Linked DNA regions of Mus musculus: regions 1 and 2 are each linked to region 3. Evidence: chromatin contacts called from public promoter capture Hi-C data. All regions are on one chromosome and are shown on one strand. The core of a region is the stretch at or near the end of the contact, and the rest is flanking DNA. Distances in the headings are between cores, read along the strand shown. Region 1 overlaps Gm32245 (a long non-coding RNA gene). Region 2 holds the start of Pygm (muscle glycogen phosphorylase). Region 3 holds the start of Ccdc88b (coiled-coil domain containing 88B).

The links. Promoter capture Hi-C pulls out the DNA fragments that hold promoters and counts their contacts.
Region 1: a promoter capture Hi-C map of pre-B cells shows a contact between it and region 3, with 2.3 times the contacts expected there. A contact is called at or near these places in 9 of 39 promoter capture datasets (the C10 cell line, cranial neural crest, embryonic stem cells and 6 more), 1 of 484 Hi-C or Micro-C datasets (nephron progenitors), 9 of 130 datasets of targeted methods (the 230-238 cell line, bone marrow-derived dendritic cells, bone marrow-derived macrophages and 6 more) and 2 of 9 other capture datasets (liver and pancreatic islet).
Region 2: a contact with region 3 is called in a promoter capture Hi-C map of neural stem cells. A contact is called at or near these places in 5 of 39 promoter capture datasets (the 3T3-L1 cell line, the C10 cell line, cranial neural crest and 2 more), 2 of 484 Hi-C or Micro-C datasets (Th1 cells and bone marrow-derived macrophages), 8 of 130 datasets of targeted methods (the NIH/3T3 cell line, acute myeloid leukemia, bone marrow-derived dendritic cells and 4 more) and 2 of 9 other capture datasets (embryonic stem cells and liver).

What each region holds. Positions count from the first base shown.
Region 1 is chr19:6,569,136-6,573,413 of GRCm38.p6, forward strand. Gm32245 (a long non-coding RNA gene) reads left to right here. Exons shown (of 3, transcript XR_879496.3): 2 at 2,229-2,865. Among named protein-coding and RNA genes, the nearest start is that of Gm32245, 4.2 kb to the left of the region's middle.
Region 2 is chr19:6,382,464-6,386,708 of GRCm38.p6, forward strand. It overlaps Pygm (muscle glycogen phosphorylase), which reads left to right and starts at 1,945. Exons shown (of 20, transcript NM_011224.2): 1 at 1,945-2,258; 2 at 3,222-3,323; 3 at 3,403-3,481; 4 at 3,561-3,664; 5 at 3,911-4,042. The coding sequence starts at 2,016.
Region 3 is chr19:6,856,171-6,860,419 of GRCm38.p6, forward strand. It overlaps Ccdc88b (coiled-coil domain containing 88B), which reads right to left and starts at 2,041. Exons shown (of 27, transcript NM_001081291.1): 1 at 1,910-2,041; 2 at 1,464-1,621; 3 at 1,214-1,325; 4 at 1,067-1,136; 5 at 929-987; 6 at 757-840; 7 at 1-82. The coding sequence starts at 1,969.

The DNA of each region.
Region 1 (4,278 bases), core at 481-2,980, 290 kb before region 3:
GGTCTAGGGCCAGGCCATAGCAGAACAACATTAAGGAGGAGCTTCGGGCAGAGTCACAGTTAGGTGTATGCTGCAGCATGCAGCATCTCACACTGGCTGCCTGGAGGCCACTGCCAGCTCAGTGTCCTGCCTGTCAGACTTAGCTAGTGACATAAGGCGGCGTACTGAATGCAGGACACCCCTCCCACAGTCAGGCTTGTCCACAGCAGAGGGACCTCAAAAGGTTTTATGCCTCTGCTTCTGAAAGCATGTCTCCCAGCTGGGGACAGCATCCCAGGGCAGACCCACAGGGGCCTGGAGGACCTCCCAGGCTCCCTGACTCAGTCCCTATCAAGGACAGTGTGGCCACATCCCCCAACTCCACGGTGCTTGGATTTAACATTGACCACAAGAGAAAGTTATTCCACACCATTCTAAAAGTCAGTCCCTACCCCCATCAAAAAGGCACTGATGGCTTTGCCAGGTAGACCCAGCCCGGGCCAGGGCTGCAGAGGCAAAGCCCCGTGTGACATCCTCCCGTGTTTCAGACGTGTGTGAACACTGACTGAGGAGGACTGGAAAGGATCTGGAACCTTCGGAGAGAACAACAGAGAGTTGTGGGTAATGGCAGGGTTAGAACTTCAAAGCTTCTGATTTGAATAACAAAAGATACTCTGTGGTCCCTGGGAGAGCCAGGAAGCCTTGAAGAGGTTGGTGGTGGGGGTGGGGGTGGGCTCTGGATGTTGGCTTCCTTCTAATTTATCAAGAAGAGGGAGGGGGAAAAACCCTAAAAATGAAAGATTGCAAAAAAAGTATTTGATCTCATTCTTTTTGTTCAGAGATGTATTATTTGTGATTATAACCTATAGGTGGTTAACTATAGTGCAAAACAAATGATTTTCCTTCTTAGATCTTGGGGCTTTTTCGGCTTTTGGTTTCTGAGATGAGCTCATGTAGCCCAGGCTAGCCTACTGTATCCTGTTTTCTGTGGTGCTGGGGATTGAACCCAGGGTTTTCTGCATGATAGACAGGAGCTCTACCCACTGCGCCACCCTCCCAGCCCCAGCTTTGGTGTTAATGAAGACCAGGTTCCAGGCAAGCCGGAGCTTCATTCTTCAGAGGTTCCGTTGGATGTCACTGCCAACTCAGCGTGCTTACAGGGGCATGTGCTAATCGCCAAAGCTTCTCTAAGGCAGGGCCTCTCTGTGCAGGGCATGGTGGGTGATGGAAGGGGAACAGGAAGCTGTTTGGCCAAAGTTCAAGCTCAGTTTCCCTCCAGCAACTACTCGCGCCCCTGGGACTTACTTTTCCCATCTGTGAAATGGCTTGTAAGGAGACAGTCAGCACTTGTCACCTCATGGGTAGAGCAAGGCCTGGCTTCCCAACTGGATGAGGAGCAGCCACGAGTCGCTTGCTACACAAAGCCCTAACCTTCCTTCTCCACCCTGATGGCTGGCACCATGGCATGCCCACCCTGGCTAGGCTGGCCCCTTACTGTTCTCCAAGGGCTTGTTTGGTCCTCTTCACCTTGGGCCCTGCTAGCTGGCCTGTTTCTGATAGCTCTCCTGGTGTCTTCACAGAGTTCTGTGTCTTCTGTCCTCTGCAGAATATCTGCCACATGTTTTCTTAAAATAGCTAGCCTCAAGTAACAGACTCATTTCCCTGGAGACATCAAGGGTTCTATGAGGCACGTGGGAGACACACTGGCTGTGATCCGAGGCGAGACAGGTGGTAACAGAGATATTGTGATGGGCAGTGATAGTGAGGATACTAGTGATGGTGCTGATGGTGGGAATGGTGGGCATGGCAACGGTGGTGGTGATGGTGGGGATGATGGGAAGGTTGGGAATTATAAGGGGGAACATGGTGATGATGGTGGGGGGATGGTAGAGATGATGTGATGGAGAAGGTGGTAGGACCCAGAACCTTCTCATTTTCCGATAAAAGATGAAAGTATTGCTTGTTTCTGTTTTTAACTCCTGGTTTTAAGTGTTGGTAATGCCCCCTCTCAAGTCAATGCTGTGTGGTCCCTGTAACTTTAATTTTTTCAAAGCCTACTTCTAATGACGGTTCTTAAACACTTTGACCTCCCACCACCCACCAGAGGTAGTAGGAAAGAAAGGATACAGGGGGAGTGGACCTGCTTAGAAAGATTCTCTGGAGCAACTCCTGTGTTGTCTGGAAATTGGCAGTTCAGTTTACAGGTTAGCAGGCGGCAGCAGCTTGATCCACTCATGAACACTTCACAGGTACACCAGCAGTCCAATTCAATAGAGTTCAGGATAGCAAACATGAATCAGCAGCGGTGACATGACCTAGCAGAGACAGCCAGGCCTCAGCCTCAGCTCGAGTCAGCAGGAGGTACCAACAGGACTCCAGGAAAAGTTCTTGGCTGTGTCTCTCAGTGAAGTGAAGATCAGCGAAGACACAAGACCAAGAAGCGTCGTACAGCTACCTCTACAAGCAAGCCCTCTCACAGTCTGCTGAGCCCTATTTATACTCCCTCCAAACATCACATGTCTTCCATGGATCTTGCCTCAGCAACACGAGTCTGTCTTAGCTGATGTCACTCTGCCAATTGAACCTTGGAAGCAAGAAGCCTCAGCACACCATCAGAAGGTTTTTGGTACATTTCTCTCTATGGGGTCCTGACAGATGCAGCTCAACTATGCACTGTAAGGTGTCATTAGTGAACAATCCTTCATCACGTGTCCTTTCACATGCTTGCCTTATTAGCAGAACATCCTTTCACCTGTGTCCACTTCAGAAGAACATTCCTTCACGAGTCTGCCCCTGCAAAACACCATCTGACGCAACTGACAAGTTTCCACTTCAGGTCCCCACTTGGCAGGGATCACAGGCTTCTGGATGGAACATTCACAAATGGTGAGTGTCACTGCCTTCCTGTGGTTCCCAGTGGGGTGTGGCCAGCTAGATGGTGAGATAAAGAGACCCCAACAGGTCTCCCATGAAAAGAGGCCTTATTCTGCACTGACCAGGACAGCAGGCAGGTGGCCAAGAAGGGGGTGGACATAGTCAGCTGAGGTCTCACCTGTCCTGCAGGGCAAAGGCCAGGCCAGCCAAGGCCATCTGGCCTGTGCTGTAAGTACGACCCATGATTGTCATGGTAACAGCCCTCCCGCGGGCTGTGGTCCACTCAGCCACTGAAAGTGATAGGGTGAGGTTCAGGCCCCTCCTGCTCCAGGGCAGGAGAAAGAGGGAAAGCTTCTGGGATGCCTGCTTAGCGTGGAATGGGCAGAATGATGCTGGCCAGTCCCAAGGCACTCGGGAACTGAAGGCCACAGGGCCACAGCAGATAAAGAAGTGGGGAGCCAAGGTGCACCAGCCACAGCCACAGCCCGGCATCGACTGGTGTCCAGCCTGTGAAGATGAGCACACGGGGCCCTGGGACCCTCCACAGGGTACGGCACCTGCCCAAAGGAGAGGAGGGCAGCCAGCTCTGCCTCCTCAGAGTTTCTACAAACATGGGAGGCTTGTGGATTGAAATGGTAGTGCCTTGTTCTCAGGGTCAGTGCAAACTTGTGGTTAAGAATATGGCTTTGGCATGGGGCACCTAGGTCTGAGTCCCCTGGGGCTGCCTCGGTGGCAGTGCGTGGATGTCCTGAGAGGGAGCCCCCTCTGGCTGGGAACACTGGAGTTTACCTAACGCCTTAATGCCTTCTGCTCCCAGATAGTTATTCTGTCCTGGGGAGCCGGGAGGAAAGGAAATACTCACCGGTGGGAGAAAAGGCCCCAGATAAAGGCTCCTGCCAGGACCCCAGCGTTGAGGATGGAAGCCCGGGAGGGCGCTTCAGGCTTTGGGAGCTACATACCGGGGTTCCACTGGAGGAGAGAGAAGCCTGGCTGATTCCGTGTTACATGGAAGGGGTGGCTGGTGGAAGAGTGAGTTGGGGGTCTCTCCCAGGAGCCTGGCCAGCCTGAGCCCTCAGGGCACATTCCTCAGGGCAGGTAGACGATGGGAGGTTTGTGTGCCCCACTGGAAGCCCAGCTCCTGTACACAATCCACCTTGTATTTGATAGCTTGATTTGCTCAATAGAGACAGTGACAGGACTATGTGAGGGCACGTCTCGAAGGCCAGCCTGTGAACAGTTCTTGTCACAAAAGGTGACAGGACAGGAGAGAGTCTGCTAAACCAGCCTTGCTATTGTATGGGTGGGTGAGCCCCAAGCTTATATCTGAACCTGGGTCACCCACAAGCGGTCACAAGAACAAGCCAAGTGATTAAATTCTCTGCTGAAGGAGGAGTCTGGAGGGTTCAGGAGGCATGTGCTGCAGAA
Region 2 (4,245 bases), core at 695-3,194, 470 kb before region 3:
CCTGGCTGCTATATTTGATAACCTGGCTCCAGGAAGTGAGCAGGGCATTGTGCCCACGGTAGGGGCAGTCAGAGCTTAGCCTGAAAAGACCTGAGTGGCTTGCAGGTTAGGCCACACAGTTTGAGCTGCCTGGGGACTCTAGAACCCCACCTGCTAAAGGGCAGAAAGTTCTCAGAAACTGCTTGGCTATCCCAGAGCCCGGTTCAGTAGCATCCTGTAGTTATCCAACTTCTTGGCCTTCAGAGTAGAACACCCAGTCCTTCCCCTCAGTCAGCCTGCTACTCTGGAGGCACAGCCAGCTTGTGAATTAGCCTGAGAGCCTAAGCTCTGTTCCCTCAAAGAAGCAGGAGCTAATGTCTGTCTTCCCTCCACTCCACAATTAGGAGGCAACAGCTCATGAGGCAGAAATTTTATTCAAGAATACTCAAGAATACAAACAATCAGCCTGTGGACACACAGCAAGATAGTGCTGGGGTCAGTACATGGGCTGCAATGGAGACAGCCTAAGACTAGAAGGGAGAGCCTAGTACCGGTGGGTGAGTGGAGAAAAGTGACAGACAAGGCTCCTTGAAGTCACAGAGCTAACACAAAATACCTGCCCACTGTAGAGCCTGCGTGAGAACAGGAGAGAGAGCCTCTAGTCGCCTCCCGCTATTATCCAGGAGTTGGTTAGTTGGTTGGGTTTTGTGATGGTAGAAATTGAGTGCATTGTCTCAGCCCTCTATTATGGCGCACACCTTTAATCCAGTACCTGAGAGGCAGAGGCAGGTAGATCTCTGAGTTGGCAGCCAATCTGGTCTACAGAGCAAGTTTCAGGACAGCCAAGGCAACACAGAGAAACTCTGTCTTGAAACACCATACATAAACAAAATGAAAACTAAAAATAGAAGACTTGAACTTATGGTCCTACTGTATCAGCTTCCTAAGTAGCATTCCGGGCTGGTGACACCCCCATTTATCCCATGTCATGAACTCCTGGGGATTGTTGTCTTTCACACACACACACACAGAGGCACACACACACAGAGGCACACACGCACACACACAAACACACACACACACACCCCGCAGACCACAGGACTATAGTTCCCAGTAGCCCCTGCTTCAGGCTGCAGCCTCAGCCAAAGCTGTCCTGTAACCCGACCAACCATCCCCTCTGGAAAAGGTCACTTCAGAGCTCCTTGAAGGACAGCTGACAGGGGGAAGCTCAGAAGCACCAGGCGTTGGTGGGGGTGGGGTGAAAGCAGTGGCTCTCCCCCCACCCCAGACATCTCTCCTTCCCCACAGTGCTCCCTGCAACCCAGGGGCTTGGTCTCCCTCCACGGCTGCCAGCCTCTTCTGTATTAGCAGTGCCTCTGTTTAGGACACAGACTCAGCTTATGGCTCTGCTGTCCATGCTCACAACCTCCAAGTCTCAGTGCAGCCATGTCCCAGTGAGAAGTGGCTGTGACCAGCTTAATAGCCACTTCGTCATGCCCCACTGGTGGTACTCTAAGCAGATGTCACACACAAACCCTGCTGCTCGGAGGAAAGGAGAAAGTGTCCTGTATTTGTGACAGCCCTTTGGCCTCTCTAAAGAGGATCTCCAATCCAGTCCCACCTTTTATCTGTAGCTCAAGAAAGGTCCCAGATTGGATAATGTCTTAGACAAAGTCTCAACCAGAATGCGTTAGGCAAGCCTCAGGCCTTCCAAATTGGTCCCCCTGTTCCAGTCTTTCAAAAGCCAAGGGCCAGTGGATAAGACCAGAAGGCTTAGGAAACCTGGAAGAAGTGGGTCAGCTGTGAACACACCCCTCTCTGGGCTGTGGAGAGCTTGTTCCTCCCTCCTCTCCTCTCTGCTTCCCCCCAAAATAGCTCCCTGAGCTTCACGGCCAAGACCCTCCCACGTCCGGGGAGGCGTGGCATGCTGCCCTGAGCCAGGCTTTAAATCCCCTCACAGCTGGGCAGCTCCACTCCCTGGTTGGAGGCAGCTAGGAGGCCATCATCTGTCCAGTTCGGCCCACCCTCTCACAGCCATGTCCAGGCCTCTTTCAGACCAGGATAAGAGAAAGCAAATCAGCGTTCGTGGCTTAGCCGGAGTGGAAAATGTGTCGGAGCTAAAAAAGAACTTCAACCGCCACCTGCATTTCACCTTGGTCAAGGATCGCAATGTGGCTACTCCGAGAGATTACTATTTTGCACTGGCCCACACTGTCCGGGACCACCTCGTGGGACGCTGGATCCGCACACAGCAGCATTACTACGAAAAGGACCCCAAGGTGCTACAGGAGGGGACACCCTGGGTGGGAATTAGCAGGGAGTTGGGCCTGGCAGAGAGTTGAGACATCTCAGGCATGTGGCAGCTCCTTTCTGAGGCCCAAGTTTTCTACAGAAAAATCATTTGCTGTTTTAGGAGTTTGGGATTGCAGGATCTAAGGGTGCTAGACAGAACACTGAGGAGGGAGACCCAAGGGTGCTCGGGGTAGGCTACACGTGCTAGATAGGGTTGGAGGGGCTGCTGGTAGGCAGGAAATGTATACCCCTGTGGCCTGATTTGGACCTGGCATGGAAGGACATGTCATCAGATGTGTGCACGGTACAGTCTGCTTGTGCCACAGGCAGGGCAAAGCTGGGGCAGCTGGCGTCGTGGGTATCAAGTATCTGGCAGGGTCACTGGTAAATGTCAGGAACTTAACCCCACAACCAGGATCGGGGAGGGCCAGGGAGGGCCCCAGGAAATGGGAAGGCCGTGCCTTCAGCATCTTCATGCTTCTGCTCGTGTCCGGACTGAGGCTTAGGGACGAGGGGGAGCAGCATTGCATGGACAGAAGGCAGTTCCAGCCCTGAGTCACTGTGCGACCTTGAAAATGACTTTTTCCTCCGGGCCTTGGCAAGGTCTTCTCGGGGAACACTCAAAGCTGCTTCTCAATACCTCAAAAGGGGTCCCCACTTCTCACAAGCACCTTAACCCCTGAGATAGGCCTGGCTAGCCTTACTCTCTAGAAGAGAAACCAAGCCAGATGGAAAGGCATTTCAAAGGAACACAGGGACCAACACCTCTGTTGGGCCCCAAAGTCTGAAATAGCCACTCTGAGCAGGCAGACAAGAACTGCTGACAGAGACGAGACATTCTGGGGCCTGGCGGTAGGGCAGGAGGGTGAGAGGTGCAGGCCCAGCTGTTCCTGCCTGAATGTCAGTGGGGTGGCCCTGACCCCTCTTCCCCGTTGCCTGTCTCTGGGCAGAGGATCTACTACCTGTCTTTGGAGTTCTACATGGGCCGGACACTGCAGAACACCATGGTGAACCTGGCCTTGGAGAACGCCTGTGATGAGGCCACTTACCAGGTGGGGGAAGCACTTAAGGTTGGGTGGGGGGTGTCTTATGCTGGCACTTGGGCCTGACGGCTGCCTCCCCTTCCCTTAGCTGGGCTTGGACATGGAGGAGTTGGAGGAGATCGAGGAGGATGCAGGGTTGGGCAATGGGGGCCTGGGACGCCTGGCAGGTGAGTCCATAGCTTGTGGGGGTGGGGCAGGGGAGTTTCTCACGCTGGATCCCTGATACTCACTCCTCTCTACGCCTAGCTTGCTTTTTGGACTCCATGGCCACCCTGGGGCTCGCTGCCTATGGCTATGGGATCCGCTATGAGTTTGGGATTTTTAATCAGAAGATCTGTGGGGGCTGGCAGGTAAGCCACCCAGACCCCAACCTTGTGGTGCTTAGTCACAATAGAGAGGTTCTCCATTCAGTCATATATCTCTGGATGGGTCCAGAAGCCACCCCAGCTCCCCAGATGAACATCCTTTCCTTCTGCTTCAAAGCCTGGGGACCCCTGTGGTCCCGTGAACACACTGTGTCCTGCTGGGTGGCCCACTACTCACAGTACGTGAGTACCTGGAGCTCCTGTCACCTACGTCCTCCCCCACTCCTCTAGATGGAAGAAGCTGATGACTGGCTTCGCTATGGCAACCCCTGGGAGAAGGCCCGCCCAGAGTTCACGCTGCCTGTGCACTTCTATGGCCGAGTGGAGCACACCAGCCAGGGTGCCAAGTGGGTGGACACACAGGTAAGGATGAACATGGCCACAGGTTCTTGGTGGGGGAGAGGGTGGACTCGGTGAGAGGCAGGAAGGAAGAGGAGCTGCCTGAGAAAATGACACGGGGAAGAGGCAGAAGGGAACTGAACCCCCTGCTACTTTACAAAGGAGGCCACTGAGGCTCAGAAAGGTCAGGGGAGTTACTGGAGTCACACAGTCAGAGCAGGGAGATG
Region 3 (4,249 bases), core at 791-3,290:
GCATCTCCAGCTCCTCAGCCACCAGCTCTCCGGATTCTGGTCCAGCCAGAGCCAGTACCACACCAGCACCAGGTTGGGTCACCTGAGGGCACAGAGAGCAATACATCAGGAGGTGAAGGTGGCTTCAGGGGTAGCAACAAATCCCCTGTGCCACCCACCACAGTACCTAGAGATCAGGAGTTAGACATAATTCCTGGTAGACAGACAGACAGGAAGAGCAGCCATGACATGGAAGAGGTGGCAAAGCTCTTCCAAGATGGCCAGCTTCCTCCTCAACCTGCTTACTTAAGACAAAAGCCTGGCAGCTTTTGCCGCCCACTAGTGGACCCTTGCTGACATACTGGCTCAACAAGTTCAAGGCCTGATGAGGACATGTCACACAACAGTCTCTGACCAGAGAAAATAGGGTGAGGAAGACTTCTCAGAGTCTTTAAAACCGCAGGCCTCCAGAGGAGACCGGGTTTGTTTGTTTGTTTGTTGGGGGTGTTTTTGTTTTTGTTTGTTTGTTTGTTTGTTTGTTTTGGCTTCCTGAGCCCTGCTTCTGCAAAGCAGAGCCTTGTTCTCTGTGTGTCTGCAGCATGTGTGCTTGCTCGCCCTCCATAACCGCCTCTCCTAACTGCTGTTTCTGTCTGCTGTGCAAGAGCTCTCTCTGCTGCCACCTGCTGCGCTTCAGATTTTTCCCTGCCATTTAATTCTTCAGCTGGCAGAGAAAATGAACCCAATCAAGCCCCTGGACTGTATTGCTGCCGTCAGTACCTCCTGGATTGCACCAGCCAGCTCGCTCTGGACGTCAAGGCTGAGGCCCCGGATGTGACGGATGAAGAGCTCCCGGTGTTCACACTGTGGTGGACAGAGAAGGCCCAAAGCTGGCACACAGAGGCCCCTCCTCCTGTCAGAACTCCATTCTCTTCTCCCGTCCCCTCTTCACCTGCACTGAGGCCCCCAGCAACAGCCGAAGGATGCTTTCCAGCTCGTCCACTGCCTCTTCTGCTGGGCACAAGCCACAAAGGGTTAAATAGGGACATGGGGCAGGGACAGAGGACAGAGGGTGGGTAGGAAGCAGCACCTGAGAAGGGGTCACACCCCATTGTCTGGAGGTCTGGAGGTGGTGATAGGATCAGCAGCTGTAGCTCCTCCTAGAATAGGCCAACACTAAGAAAGACACCTTCACAGGGGCTGCTGGGCCTCCTGTCTGGCCTTCCCAATGTTTTACCTGGTAAAAATCCCTCAGTCGCCCCCATAGATGACAGAGGTTCCACATCCGACAGGCTGCAGGACCATCACGGCCCCTGACCATTCGAAGTCCTCCTCGGGAACTGGGAGCACTATGATCACCCAGGGAACATGGGTGAGAGGTTGGCTTGAGGACCTCCCCACAACCCAGACAGGCCTTGCCCTCCACCCTCAGACTCCTCCTACTATTCACAGCCCCCCCCCCAACTCAACTTCCCCATGTCACTTACATGATGCCCAGCACCCGAAGGAGTAAGGCTCCATCGATCAGCCGCAGGAATCTCTTCTCTGTACAAAGAGCCCCCTCTTCCTCCTCCTCCTCCTCCTCCTCCTCTGTTCCCCCCGCTGATTCTTCTGCCTCCCCCACCAGCCCAGCCAGTCCCAGTGCCTGTGGAAACAAATAGAAGTCAGCTAAACAGGTAGAAACTCCCCACCACCACCACCCCCAACTAGTAAACTCATCCTGAGTCCCTGATCTGTCCCAAAACACTCTATGATTCCCACTACCACCCCCCCACACACACACACACACTTCACCAGTGCCCCTGAATGCCTCCTGCCCCAGTTCCCAGACCAGCTTCCCCTCCCCCCCCCCTGCTGATGCTATACACCCAGCCCCTCCTCCCCCAGCCCTCAGTCTGCCCCACACTCTCTTCCTCTCCCACCTGACCCTCACCCAGGTGGCCAGACTCCCACTCAGAAAGCCTCTGAGCCTGGGCCCCTTGGCCCCCTCCATGTTGGGGGTCAGGGTGTAGTCCCTGTCACGCTGTGGCAGCTACACCTGCTCTGAGAGGAAGAGGAAGTCCCCGGCTGGGGGATCCCAGAGGCCCAGCCACAGACCCTGTACAGCTTCCTTCTTCCGGGGTTCTGCAGGGCTGCGAATCGTGTCTCAGCACATACACGCAAACACACACACACATCTTCCCTGGGTCTCAGATAAGGTAAGACTAGCTACAAAGCTGTAAGTTAGCTGAGGGGAGGCCTACAGGGTTCCTGACTCCATGGGAATAACGGGAAGACCTTTTCTCTCGTGGGCAAGAGAGAGTGACCTCAGCCTGGCACTCTGTCGTCACTAAAAGAGCTCTGGCCTTGCCTTGGAGTCAATAGGCTGGTCTAGCATTCACTATAGGTAGTCCAGGATGGCCTTGAATTTGTTCTTCATTTGTTGGTATCTCCTTCTTCAGTCTCATGCCAATCTGTCAGCTGTTGAAGCCTGCTACAGGTGCTGCATGTCCCAGCCAGCTCCTCTGAACCCCAGGAGAGAGTAGACGCTGACCCTCCTGGACTTTGTAAATACTACACTGAAAATGGAGGAAGGCCAGTAACCGCAGTTACCAGACTCAGTTTCCCATCTGTAAACTCCTTAAAAGGAAGCACACAATACCCGGGAATGTGACTCAGTCCATAGAGGGCCTGCTTAACATATACAAGGCCCTGGGTTCAATCTCTAGTACCTTATAACCGGGAGTAGAGATGCATGCCTGTGATTCCAGCCCCTTGAAGGGTAGAGACAGGAGAATCAGGAATTCAAGGCCATCCTGGATTACCTATAGTGAATGCTAGACCAGCTAAACCAATTTAGTGAGACTGTTTCCCAAAATAATGATGATGCTGGCCAGGCATGGTGGCACACATCTTTAATCCCAGCACTCAGGAGAAAGAGATAGGTGGATCTCTGAGTTCAAAGCCAGCCTGGAGTTCTAGGACATCTAGGCCTGTTTAGAGAGACCCTGTGTTAGAGAGAGAGAGAGGAAGAGAGGGAGAGAGAGAGAGAGAAAGAGAGAGAGAGAGAGAATAGTCACATGAAATAAGACACTGTAGTCCTACTAAGTGCTTTCACAGGGCAGTCAGGGAAGGCTTCCCAGAGGAGGCAGGAGGCAGCCTGCTGAGAGGGAAGGATAGCCAAGGAATCAGCAGCTAGAAGCATAGATCAGGAACTACTTGTGTTTGTCTTCTTGTCTGTCTCGGTCATCATTTCTAAAGTCAGGTGACAAGGTACTGTTGCCCTTCAGCTGGCTTCAGCCCTGATGCAGCTGTCATTGCAGGCACAAGAAAATTCCAAAGCCCCAGCAGCAACTCCCGAGAAAGGCTTGAGGAGCTTAGAGGAGGACTCTGAGGTCTTTCAGGGAGCACTCTGAACCCACAACCCAAATGGTGGGAGCACCAGAGGGAGGGACCTGACCCTGGTTTTCAGGTCCCCAAGCTGGTGGTGGAAACTGTTTGAAGGAGGGATGTCCCAGAGTGGGAGGTTGCCGGAAACAGACACAGGGACTCACAACAGAAGCCATCTCAGGAGTCGCCTCTGTGTGGGAATTCTGCCACGGAACTCAGCAATTCCTTTTGATCCTACCATCGTGTGTGTGTGTGTGTGTGTGTGTGTGTGTGTGTGTGTGTGTGTGTGTGTGTATGTGTGTTTGTGTGTGTATGTGTATTTGTGTATTGTGTATGTGTGTGCATGTGTGTATGTGTGTGTGTTTGTGTTTGTGTGTGTGTTTGTGTCTGTGTGTGTATGTGTATGTGTCTCTGTGTGTAAATTATATATGATGTGAACCTGAATCTAAGCAGGAAGCAGATCTTCTGGGAAATTTAATATAAAAGTCCTAGCAATGAAGTGCCTCAGACACGGTTAACCTTTCTTTAGTGGTCTTTTTTTATCATACTTAAATGACATCTTAAAGCTGATGTAGTATGAGGTAATAAAAACAGCAATGGAGCTGTGGCGGCACATGTCTGTAATCCCAGCACTCAGGAGGCTGAAGCAGGAGGATCAAAATTTCAAGGCCTGTCTCAGCTACATCTAAGGCCTCGAAGGCTGACAATTGAGTTCACTCACCAGAACCCACACAGTAGAAGGGGAGAAACAACTCCTGCAACTGCAAGCTGTCCTCTGGTGTTCACACACTCATGGTGGCATATGGGCCCCCATACACAAATGTAACCAAAAAGTAAAGTAATAGAAGTAATAGAAGTTAGACCATACACAGGCTTCGCACGACCTTGGCATGGATAATAAGTG